2 separate regions of the Zea mays genome follow, and region 2 is linked to region 1. A link is a contact called in public Hi-C data. All regions are on one chromosome and are shown on one strand. Each heading gives the region's core, a stretch centred on a gene start, on an enhancer-like site or on the middle of the called end of the contact. The rest is flanking DNA. Distances are from core to core; before and after follow the strand shown. Region 1 holds the start of LOC103633078 (30S ribosomal protein S31, mitochondrial-like). Region 2 holds the start of LOC100280783.

Region 1 (6,028 bases), core at 1,091-3,590:
ATCCAATGCATTTGAAGATGGTGAAAAGGGCCACATACAATAGTGCCAAATTGGGGAATGGACGGTGGCCAACCAAAGTTCGAGCATGAGACTGAAGCTTGAACTAAACCTTTTCTCCATCTAGGAAGTGAAAATCTCAGACATGTCCAAAATAGCACATAGTTTCATCTTGTTTTGTGCTCTTAACAGCAAATCTGGAAATTGTTTTCGCTCCTGTAGCATTTCAGAAGTCACCTATGTGTGCCTTCAGACAAAACAGGAGCATACCCTTGTGGCAGTTCAAAACCAAATAATACACTGAAAGTGAACACCCAAGTGTCATGTGAAATAAAGTGTTGTGTGCAAAAACTATGTAGGCACAAGGAATAAATGATTGATACACTCAGTCTGGTTATTGGGCTATTGGTTTGGGAACCATAAGCAGCACTGAGTTGCAGTTTAGTGCCAATGAGGTTGAACAATAGAGTCTACAAAGAATTGGTAAAGATCTTGTCTCTGTCAGACAGGATTGTTTTACAACATTATTCAGAAAGAGTCCAGCCAAGGTTTTCAAGTCGATAAGTCGAGTCGAGTCGACAAGGTACCGACTTGGTGACTAGTCGATAAGTCAGTCGACTAGTTGTCAACTTGCCAATATAATGGCTGTTTTGCCTATATAATGGCTTTATATAGACAATATAGCATTTATATATGAAGAAAGAGCATGTTTTACCTCATTTGAAGCCTGAAATTGAACGAAACTGAAATAAACAGCAAGTCTTACCTCATTTGAAGCCTCAAACTGAACCAAAACAGCCACATAAGTGATAAGTCATAAACTCATAAGTCATAACAGCCATATAGTTCAAATTGGAAAACAGATAGCAACAAAATATAGTTCAAACTTGAAAGGAAATAAGCTCCATTAGATAGCTAAGCTGCTGCTGCAGCTAGATAGATACTAAATAGTAGATACCCTAAATATCTCCCAAATCAAGATCATCCATTGCATTTTCTCTCAAATCAAGAAAATATGTTGTGTAATGGGCCTTTGGGCTGTTTGGGCTGAACTGGGGCACAAGTCGGCCGATTTGCCAGACCAAGTCGACTAGTCGACTGAGAATTTCCAGTCGTTGACAAGTCGCCCGACTTGCCAGAGAAGTCGAGCCGGCTCCCCAAGTCGAGCTCCCAGGACCGACTGGACGACTAGTCGCCGACTAGTCGCCGACTTGAAAACAGGGAGTCCAGCTACTTGAGGGGGGCAGAGAATGAATGTTTCAGTGGAAGAAAGTATATATATTTATAAACCCTTGCATCCCAGCTCCGATTGGATGAGTTATGGGATTCAGTGCGAGCAAATACAAAAAAAATAAGAAAATTTGGGACGCTTTGAAGAACAGCAGAAGGGAAATAAGTGAGAAGACTTGGGGAGAAAGAGGATTTCGTTTTCCTTGGATAGTAACCCTGTAACACATGATATACAAATAAGATGTTCATTCGGCAAGTTATAAATTTACAAAGAAATTATAGTTCAGGCACATGTACCTTGAAATTCAAAACACCTATAATTTGGATTTTGTCATCTTAGAAATATATACTTCTCAGTTTTTGTCATTTCATTATGCATGGCATGTGGCTGAACTAAGTGAAGACAGTAGAACAACAAAGAGAGAATCCAATCTAAATCTGATATCCTTCAACAAAGAGAGAACATCATTAACTGCTGATGGATAAAGAACAAATTCATTTTCCAGTTATGCATACAATAACAAAATGATGGGAAGAAACATATTTCACTTCCATCCAAAAGGATATTGCATGGGTCAAAGTTGAACTACAGCAGTTCGACAGTACATATCTAACACCACACAATTGAGAAACAAGTTAAAACAAAGCAAACACACGCCCATGCAGGGTTGCAGCTAATTGGAAACGGCCAAGTAGCAGCAACTGTTGCAGTAAACCCTAGGTGCCCTCGCGAACCGAGGGGGGAGGGAGTCTCCAACTCAGATAAGCTTGAAGGGGAGGGGCCAGGGTGTGGAGCGGGGCACCTCGACGCGGTCCTTGATGCGCTCAATCTTCTTCTCCCGCTTGGGCCGTGCGTTGCCGAAGGAGCCCTTGAACCGCTTCCCGCGCTTGGTTTTCTTGTCCCCGCGCCCGCACGTCACTGCCTCCGCTTCCGCCGTAGATGCCGCCGCCAGGATGCGTACTGGTGGGCGCGCCGGCGCCAGGCGCCGCACGAACGTGGCCGCAGCCGCCAACCGCATTGCCATGTCGCTAAAGTTTGGAGTGCCGCCGCCTCCTCCTCCTTCAGATCACCCGATTGACCATGGAGGAGACGAGGGAGAGAAGTGAAAGTGAGGAAGAGGGTTACAGCTTGCAAGGCCCAAGACAAATTTACTAAAGCCCATTCAAAACAAATTAAGCAAGGCCCAACGAAAGTAGCAGGCACTTTCACGGTTTCACCCCACCGCCACACCCGAGAATATTTGTGTTTATGCACATCTAACGTTTACTCCTTGCTAAAATGTTCATATGTGTCTATGACTCATGACGACCCGTTTGTTTGAGTTTTTTTTTCAGATTCTGGCAAAAAAAAAACTATTGCGGACTGCCAAACGCCTCAGCTTTTCAGCTCGCTTCTATAAAAAGTTATTTTAGTAAAAACCGTTCAAAATCAACACGAACACAGAATCGGTCGAGTCGTCACAATAATAGGAATCCATCGTTTTCTAGATCCTGAACCATTTGGACCACTTCATTTTCCTCCGCACGTAATCCCCACGATAATCAGATCCTTCGCGCAGCCAGATTCTCAGAAAACCTGATCAGAAAAAGTTGAAACAAACAGGCCACGCCTCGTCGTCGATACTCGACCAGTCGACCTCGTTCCTCGTTCCCTCCTCCTTGTCGTGTTGAATCGTCTCCTAGAAAACTATAGTATGCATTTGAATATCAAGATTACTCTATTTTTGACTATTCAACTATGGCTTGAGTTTGAGTGCGACTATTGAACTCAAAACCTAGAAATATTTGGTCATTGAACTATTAAAACCATCAAACATAACTGATTTTAATAGTTGGGTGGGTAAAAGTTTTGTTTTCGAGTTTGATGACCAAAATCAGACTCGAGAGATGGTTTGATGGCCAAAAATATATTCTTCTATTTTTACATCAAGGTGAAAGTGTTTTTCAAAATCATGCTTATAAACTAAGCACTTGGTGCAAACCATATAAACCAACATGTTGTTGGAGGTGAGAGTGTGTATTTGAAAATATACCAGAGGTGGAAGGATCGTTTTGAAACATGATGCTTGGTGGGAGGGTTGTTTTAAAATAATTCTATGACTGCTTGCACGTTTTGCACTAAGTGTTTGGTTTGCACATGATACATTCCTCTCTTGAAGTGAGCTAGAAATGTCTTTTGAGTCGTTTAGAAGTGTTTGAATTTAGTTGATAATGAGTTTCTTAACGGGGTTAAAACAAGTTGAATATTCATCATTTTTAGTTTAAAATCGTAATAGAAGTTTTTGAGTTAGTTTGATCATATATTTGCATATGATGCACCTCTTACAAAGCGAGAAGGTAGGGACTGAGCTCTCAACAACAGAAAATCAATTAGTTGGCATTCATAGCATCTGATTTACTTAAGCAAAAAATATGGTATATTAGATATACATTTGATGCAAAAAAATCAGATCAGCAATACATCATACTGTTTGGTGCAAAGATTTGGCATCTCATGTCGGTTCATTTTAACAGTTCCACAATGCAAAATCCATCACATGTACATCTACATAATAAGTGATACGAAATATACAGGGGCATCAGTGAAAATCAATGCTCGTATGGGTGACTGACAAGAGGTCTCCTCTACTATGTATTTCATCATGGCATTGTTTGTTGTCCCATGCAACTATCAACCATCATAATCATAATTTGTCTCGATGCTTGCTTTAGGAGTTAGCACTAACCCAGCTGAAAGGTCTTCGGATAGCTCGTTGGTTCAATGTGAAGCTTAACCCAAACATTTCCTTGATGGCTTGCCCCTTCTCCAGATGTTCTACCAATTTTATGACAAGAGCGGCACTTTCCCTCACATGTTCCATGTCAGTCTGTGTCCAGATGCGGCGAGATAGTTGCAGCCTTCGTTGTTTAGAATTCAGATCAATTCCCCATTTGCTATAAAGGCTCTCTCTTTCTAGAAGATGGAGTCTCCTCAGCATTTGCTTGTAGAGCATGTCTCTTTCATGCCGAAGATTTCTCAAGCTAGCAAGAATAAGGATGTACACTATTGGTTTTCACAGAAAGAGCTAAAAATTTGCCGATATGAGTAACTTAAGGAATACATATGAACTGTGACAAAACTTACCTTGATGTAACAGTAACATTAGGCTCACATCCGGCAATGAAAGAACTGTGAATGAAGGACAATCTTCTGTGCTCCACTTCCAAATAAATATTGTCTGCTTTGACTCCTTTGAAGAGGAGGAAGAAATATGTTCTGTGTACTATAGAGACATTGCATTCATGCCATAACTCAATGATTTCTTTCTGTTTTTTCTCAAAATTAATAGGCCACCGTGAAGGGGAGTCAATATTGGCCACAAATATATCTTTGTCAATATTTTTTGCATGTTTCATGTCCAAGATTTCTGCAGTAACGTTGTCCTGCTTAAAAAATATATGCAGTCATCAGAATTAGCTTGATGAACTAAAAAAATGACACATTAGGAAAGTCGTTTGTGTTTAATCGTTTGTATATAGGTAAATACCATTGATTACTTGTGTAATGGAAAATTTGAGGTCTTAAATTGACTAGGTGTCACAAGCTAAACCGATGGAGAGACCACTTCGATAAGGAATCTACTTGTACCTGATTGCCCTCTAGTTGGGATGTACAATAGTCTTCTTGCTTCTCTTTAACCTTTGTGATGCAGCTGAATTTATTGTTGGCATATCCATCTTCTTCATTGCAAGTGTTTTTGTCTATAACCATGTCAGATGCAACTTTTCCAGAGACCACAGGGCAGTCTAATGTAAGATCATTTTGACAATGACCATTTTCAGAGTACATGCTCCTCCTAACCTTCTCTAGCCTTCTGTGAGGATATTTTAAAATGTCACCTGGTGGTGTCATTCTCATATCCGCTGAATCATCAAACCAACTATTCGGAATGACCATGAAGCTAGCTCTGCAACTTCTGCTTCTAGTTAGTACACTGTCTCTGGAGCTTATCACACACCTCTTCAGGACTAAAGATTCGTCATTATTTGTTTTTTCAGTATCAGAAGATGGCTCAGAATCACATGTGTACAGTTTGATGGCACCCTCTGATGTGTATGTTATGTTTTCACCATGTTTTTCTTCGTCAGACCGACTCCTCCTAAACTCATTTATTTTGATGCACTGGACTTCCTTGCAATGCTCCTTAGGGACCTCTGGTGAAGTCTCCCTATTTGGTTGGTACATCTGTGTTCTATTAGAAATATGGTTTCTTGGTTGATGCAAACTAGACATTGGGTGTTCGTCTACTTTTTGGTGATACACATCATGATGATAATCATTATAGACATGTGACACATCAAATCCTTTGGAGCCTAGATCATCTTGTTCTTCATAAACATCACTGTAAGTATCAAAAGAAAGTGTGTCTTCAGACGCACTACATGGAAGGGACTCTGAAGACCTGTTCGATTGATCCTGTCAGAAGGAGACCAATTAGTATGTTATTAAGAAGATTGTTGCATGGTTTTATAATGGTGTGCAGCAACAAGAGAATAGATACCCATTGCCTTGTTGCATGATCATTGAAATTTCCATCACTTGTAACTCTACGAAAATTGTCAAGTTGAGACTGAACGGTGTCTTTCTGCTCCATTAATTCCTTCAACTGTCCTTCTAGCTGAAAGTCCACAACAATTCTATTTTTCATAGGAAGGACAACATTCTTTGTTGAAAATGAACAAAGAATATAGAAACACATGTTATGAATGTGAACACAAAAGGCAAAGGACTTGTTGAAAGTAACAACACCTGTTTGATCAG
Region 2 (6,028 bases), core at 1,969-4,468, 370 kb after region 1:
AAATTGTCGCTGTGTGCCCTAGCCCAGATGGGTTGGCGCGAGACGGAACACAAGGGGGGAAAACGCGGCTCGTGTTATCCCGCGCCAAGGGGGGATGCGCTTGCAGTAGGGGTTACAAGCGTTCGCGAGGGAGAGAGAGAGCCTGTTCGTCAGCCCGTCCTCCCGCGCGACCACCCTCTACCCTCCCGCATGAGGGCCCTGGACCTTCCTTTTATAGATGCAAGGAGAGGGTCCAGGTGTACAATGGGGGTGTAGCTATGCGCTAACGTGTCCGGCAGAGAGGTGCCGGAGCCCTATGTACATGCCAACGTGGCTATCGGAGAGGTGCTAGAGCCCTGTGTACGCGGTGTCGTGGCCGTCGAAGGAGCGCTTGAGCCCTGTAGAAGCACAACTGTCGGGGCTGCTGGGACCTTGCTGACGTCTCCTTGCTTCCGTAGGGGGCTGAGAACCGCCGTCGTCATGGACGCACGCGGGAAGCCATCATTACTTGTTACCGGGGCGAGCCTGGATGGGACACCATTCTTATTCCCCTATAGCCTGAGCTAGCTAGGGGTAGGGTAATGATGTATCCCCTGTGGCGCGGTCGGTTCGAGCCCAAGGTCGGGCGAGGCGGAGACTCCTCCTGAGGGCGAGGTCGGGCGAGGACGCGATTCCTCCCGAGGTCGGGGTCGAGGCCGAGCCCTATGGTCGGGCGAGGCGGAGACCACCTTCCGAGGCCGAGCCCTGAGGTCGGGCGAGGCGGAGACCTCCTCCTGAGGCCGAGGCCCAAGGTCGGGCGAGGCGGAGCCTCCTGTTGCGCCTGAGGCAGGACTTAGCTGTTGTCAGCCTCACCCTGGTGGGTGGCACAGCAGTCGGAGAGGGGCGAGCGGCGTTGTTTTCCTGTCAGGTCGATCAGTGGAAGGGCGAAGTGACTGCGGTCACTTCGACCTTGCCGACTGAGGCACGTGTGTTAGGATAAGGCATCAGACGATCCTTGCATTGAATGCGCCTGCGATATGGTCGGTTGGTGAGGCGATTTGGCCAAGGTTGCTTCATAACGAAACCTACCCGAGCTGGACTTCGGGCGAGTCGAGGGTGCGCCCGTTGCTTGAGGAGGCCCTCGGGCGATGCGTGAATTCGCCTGGACTACTGTTCCCGCCCGAGGCTGGGCTCGGGCGAGGCGAGATCACGTCCCTTGAGTAGACGAAGCCTTGACCTGAATTGCGCACATCAGTCTCTGCAGCTTGTGCTGATGGTGGTTACCAGCCGTGTTTAGGAGCGTTGGGGTACCTCTAATTACGGTACCCGACACCGTAGCATTAAATTGAGCATTTAGTATTGACTATTATTGAATATTAATATGGTCTAGTCCCACATTAATTCAACGGAATTACATATTGCTTTAAATAATTGATATGAGGACACGAATACTTAATTAATACCAATACATAAAGTGATTTGGAGGACTTGTTGCTATGAAAATGATGCAAGATTTCAGTCATTTTTTTAGTCGGATAAAACTAAGCATCAGTCTGAGTTATCGAGTAGTACTATTAGTAATACTTTGTAGGAAGACATCAAGTAAGTAGCAATTTGTAATGCCCGACTACTCTAGGCCAGTCGACACGTTTCATGCCACTGAGGGCGCGAACGCGCTGGTCAAACGTTGGTTTGTCGAGTACAGTTTGCAGTCAAAACATGGTTTGCATCAAAAGGCCCTACAAAAGTGGAGTTTAACCCAACCCATGGCCACCGCCACCAACTCCGAGGTTAATCCTCTGCCGGCGGCAGCGGGAGGCGCGAACAATCGCACACCGCCGCGCGTGTAGTCTCGGTCTCGGGGAGGCGCGAGCGCAAACAAATGAGCAGCCGCCACCCCGCACACGCTGCCCTCCCAGCAGGGGCACGACACCGGGCGCGCGCCAGGACAGGAGGCACGGCGGAAAACCACGCGGACTCACTGCTTGCTCGTCTCGTCTCGTACCGGCCATCCCATCCATCGTCCCAGTCGCGCGCTTCGCTTGCGACAGGGCACGGTCACGTAGGCCGGCAACCCGGTGCATCGAACTATACCGCCGGCCGGTCCTGCGCGCGGAGCACGATGCTCGTGTCCCGCGAGCAGCAGTGCGCCCTTTGCCGGACACGGCGGCGGCGAGGCCTCGGCGCTGTCGAGCCAGGGCCCGGCACCGCGGGGACCAGCGGCTGCGAGACATGGCGGGCAGGGCCAGGGGAGGAGGAAGCCGAGTTGGCTTCGTGCGGTGCGGGCACGTTGCTGCTGCTGCTGCTGGCGTCCTGCGTGGTCTGCGTGACTGCGTGCATGCACATACTACGCGACTCGGGTCTTCAGCGTAAAATCAGTGTCACGGAGGGGAGGGAACATGCACGTAGCCACTTGTGGGACGGGGCGGCTGTCCCCTACCCCCCTCGCCAGAATCCGGATCTACTGTGGCAGTTCCCATCCCATTCCCATGCATGCCCCAACTACCATGCGCTCCTTTGGCAGCAGCAGCAGCCCATGTGTGGTGGAACTCTACGTACTGATTGGCATTGACAGCTACAGTGCTTGAAGAACGAACGAAGACGCTTTGAAGGATTCTTGTTCGTGGCCGCCATTCAGATTATATTTTCAAAGCAACGAGGTTCTACTGATAGTCTCCCGCTGCAGTCTCCACTAAAATCTACGTATACTAGTACCTGCCAATAATACTAGCCGCCAATCGTGCAGACTGTAAGAGTTCTAATATATATTTGAGTACTATCGCCATAAGATGACCCACTAAGCAGCGCCTGAGCATTGAGCGCTGACCACAGCAATGACGGCACACTAGATTGCGGCCCAGGCAGCCACGATGGCACGCTAGCGAGGCAGGAGACCAGGGCGTCCACCTGGCAGCACCCGGTCGGCCCCACGAACGACACCGTGCCAGGGTTCCAGCCGACCGGCTGCGGTGCCTTGCCCGCACCCAGGCAGCCCAACCGCCGGCGCTCCCGCCAGGCTCCGCAGCCGTCCGGCTGTCCCCGGCCCAACGACTCAACCGGAAACCGGATCCTCTGCAACCACAGTCACGCTGCCTGCCGCCGCCGTGCCGTATCTTCCTGGCTGGCACGAGCACGATGCCGACTGCTCCGTGCTCCCTTCACAGAGGATCTCGTGCTCAGGCATCCTGTTTCCTGTGAACCGCCGCCACACCAACGGTATATATATACCCACGGGGGCAGCACAGAGTTGTAGCTCCATCAGTTTCAGTTCCACCCTCACGCTTCATTCACGATTAGCTGAGCTCCACCTCAAAGTCCTCGGCTTGTCTCCGTCCTTCAGCCGACCTCCATCGGTCGTCCACACAGGCCGCGATCGCATCATGGCGGGCTACGGCGACGACGGCGTGGACCTCACGGAGCTGACGCTGGGACCACCCGGCGTCAATGCGCGCAAGGCGAGACGAGCGAGGAAGAACGGCCAGCAGCCGTCGTCGTCCGCCATGTACGTTAGCTCTCCTTGCATTGGTAGCTGACCGCCGGTCGCGTGCATGTTGACTGGTGTGGGTGTCATGCTCATGCACGTGGGTTTCTGTTCTGTTCTGTTGTGTCTGTCTGACCGGCTGCTGGTTGCGGGCAGGACGATGCAAGCGTTCGTGAAGGTGAGCATGGACGGGACGCCGTACCTGAGGAAGGTGGACGTGGCGGCGTACGACGACTACGGCGAGCTCGTGGAGGCGCTCAACGAGTTGTTCTGCTGCTGCTCCATCGGTAAGCCCCTCCTGGCCTCCTGCAACAAGACGGTGTGTGTCAGTGTGTGTGTGTGTTATAAGCCACGGGAAGAACTGAAGGTGAGTTCGTTGCGCTTTCTGTAATTCTGTTTGGTGCAGGGCTGATGGACGGCTACGGCGAGTGGGAGCACGCCGTGGTGTACGAGGACGGCGACGGCGACTGGATGCTCGTCGGCGACGTGCCGTGGGAGTAAGCGCCCTCGCCGAACTGCGCTGCCACTGTACATTGGACGATTAGTTGGAGCAGCAAAGACGCATGGTAGGTTTTCTAACAAACGGCAAATGCCCGTGCCTGGTCTGCAGGATGTTCGTGTCCTCGTGCAAGCGGATGCGGGTGATGCGATCGTGCGAGGCGAGAGGGCTGAGCTCCAACGCCTGACAGGCATGCATGCCGGCGCCGCACTGGGAACAGAATGACGGAGGCAGGTGACCAGAAACACGCTGTTTCTACTCTGCATGATGCATTGATAGATGCCGTTGTTGCTTTCAGCTGTGTCTCCGTTCTTTCTTCCTCTCTGACAGCCAGTTTGGTTTCAGATTTGAACGTACGTGCAGCAGAGGCGTCATCCGGACAAGACTTGCACTGCTGCACATATATAGCTCAAGTGGCGAGAGGGAAGCTGGCGAATGTGACGACGACGCAATTCTGGACACGATTCCAGCACACGATTCCAACAACAACGTACGATCTCCTCACGTACTACATGAGCTGCGCCTGCGCTGCGGGGATGCAGTTGACTTCCCTAACATCCAAACATTTCAGTTCCATCTCATCCCTGCGGGATTTTGATTTTGGCCACGCGCACCTACCACTACCATCACCCAGCTCATGTCACATTATTGCTCTTTTTCTGTTGTAGTATATGTCACATGTACATGAATCAAGATCGAGTCGTTGCACCTCCCGGCCGGGTTTTGATTTTGACACAAGTTGCCCCTGCTGCCACCAGGATTCGAGATCTCGGGTTCTGCTCAAGACTGTCCTGTTTCTGTGTTGTCGCGTTCAACCGCTGTGTATGGGTTGTCAGCATATGTACTTTCCGTTTGCGACCTCGTCGATTCAGCTGTCCGGATATCGCGTGACAGTAGCTGCATTTGGAGGCCTGCGTACAGGCAGAGCTGAGAGCAGTGGACGCGGCAGTCAGAATCTTTGATGCGCGTATATATAATAATGGACTGGAACTAGCAAGTGGGCAGTGTACGTAGGGTTAAGGATCATGCCGATCTCAATAAGTCAGGTACTCCCGAACAAGCTAAAATTTATCTTGTAGTTGCCTAATTGCCCAACAAAATAAATTATCGTGTTAGTTCTCGAGACCCGAAATAAATTCAATATGAAAAAAAAATAAATGTTGTAAATTACCCAACACTATTATTGGCGCGTATAAAATAGTCATACTAAATATGGTTGGGTGTATTTGTCCTTCTATCCTATGAATAGAGATAGACCGGTTCCAGCCTGTTTTTTTTTTAAAAAAAAAAACGGGATTCATAAAACGAAATTGGCGGGTGAACTCCCGCGGCCATGGGCTGGCCGCTGGTTTACTGGACCGGTGAAACATGTAACTCTGTTGATGTGAGGCCCACGACGACGAAGAAGCCCGATAAGCCCACCTCTTTGCGAAAACGGGCCAACAAGCCGGAGGTGTGGGGAGCAGGCAGCAGCACGCACACACCACACGGCGAGCCGCAAAGCACAATGGCAACGGACCATGCGACGCCAGCGTCGCTCCTCTGCGCGCACACCGACCGCCGCACGGATTCATTCCGCCGTGACGTGACGCATGAATCGCGGCTTGCGCCGCGCCTCTCCCCTCCCCTCGCTCGTGCCGTGCGGCGTGCGCGGTTCGCCGCAACCAAACCGACCAACGCCCCCGTGATCCGTCGGTGGCGACTGTGCCGTCTGTGACAGCGTTAACGCTGGCGTCTTTTTTTTTTTTGGCTGCGATCTCGTCGCTTTCTTTTTCCCTCGTCGCGGGATATTAAGCTTTGGACTCCCGCACGCAAAGACCCTGCGCTGCTGTGCCACCACGCATGGTGTCTCGCGAAACGGAGGCCGGCCAGTTCCGTGAGAAAGTGCGCGCTTCGATCAATCCACCTACCAGCTTTATTTTTTATAAGCGAGATCTACGAGGATTGCAACCTTTTTTTGATCATGCATGCAGATGTTCCTCCAGATGTTGCTTCTAGCGTACTAGCTTTTTTTTTAAGTTGGGAATAATTTCATTATTATAGCCGCTGCATAACAACATGCATGTAGCTGTCCACCAACAAATAATGTC

What was found. Hi-C and Micro-C count contacts between places; a contact is called where the count stands out from the background.
Region 2: a Hi-C map of ear shows a contact between it and region 1, with 5 times the contacts expected there. The contact joins the promoter of LOC100280783 here to the promoter of LOC103633078 in region 1. A contact is called at or near these places in 10 of 25 Hi-C or Micro-C datasets (bundle sheath, ear, leaf and 3 more).

What each region holds. Positions count from the first base shown.
Region 1 is chr7:148,562,272-148,568,299 of Zm-B73-REFERENCE-NAM-5.0, forward strand. LOC103633078 (30S ribosomal protein S31, mitochondrial-like) reads right to left here and starts at 2,341. Exons shown (of 1, transcript NM_001369259.1): 1 at 1,696-2,341. The coding sequence starts at 2,252. The coding sequence ends at 1,986. LOC103633079 reads right to left here. Exons shown (of 14, transcript XM_008654759.4): 10 at 6,017-6,028; 11 at 5,769-5,885; 12 at 4,856-5,683; 13 at 4,352-4,653; 14 at 3,598-4,248. The coding sequence ends at 3,936. It also overlaps the pseudogene LOC103633077.
Region 2 is chr7:148,932,408-148,938,435 of Zm-B73-REFERENCE-NAM-5.0, forward strand. LOC100280783 reads left to right here and starts at 3,219. Exons shown (of 5, transcript NM_001153705.1): 1 at 3,219-3,460; 2 at 3,596-3,726; 3 at 3,846-3,936; 4 at 4,050-4,168; 5 at 4,284-4,671. The coding sequence starts at 3,339. The coding sequence ends at 4,125.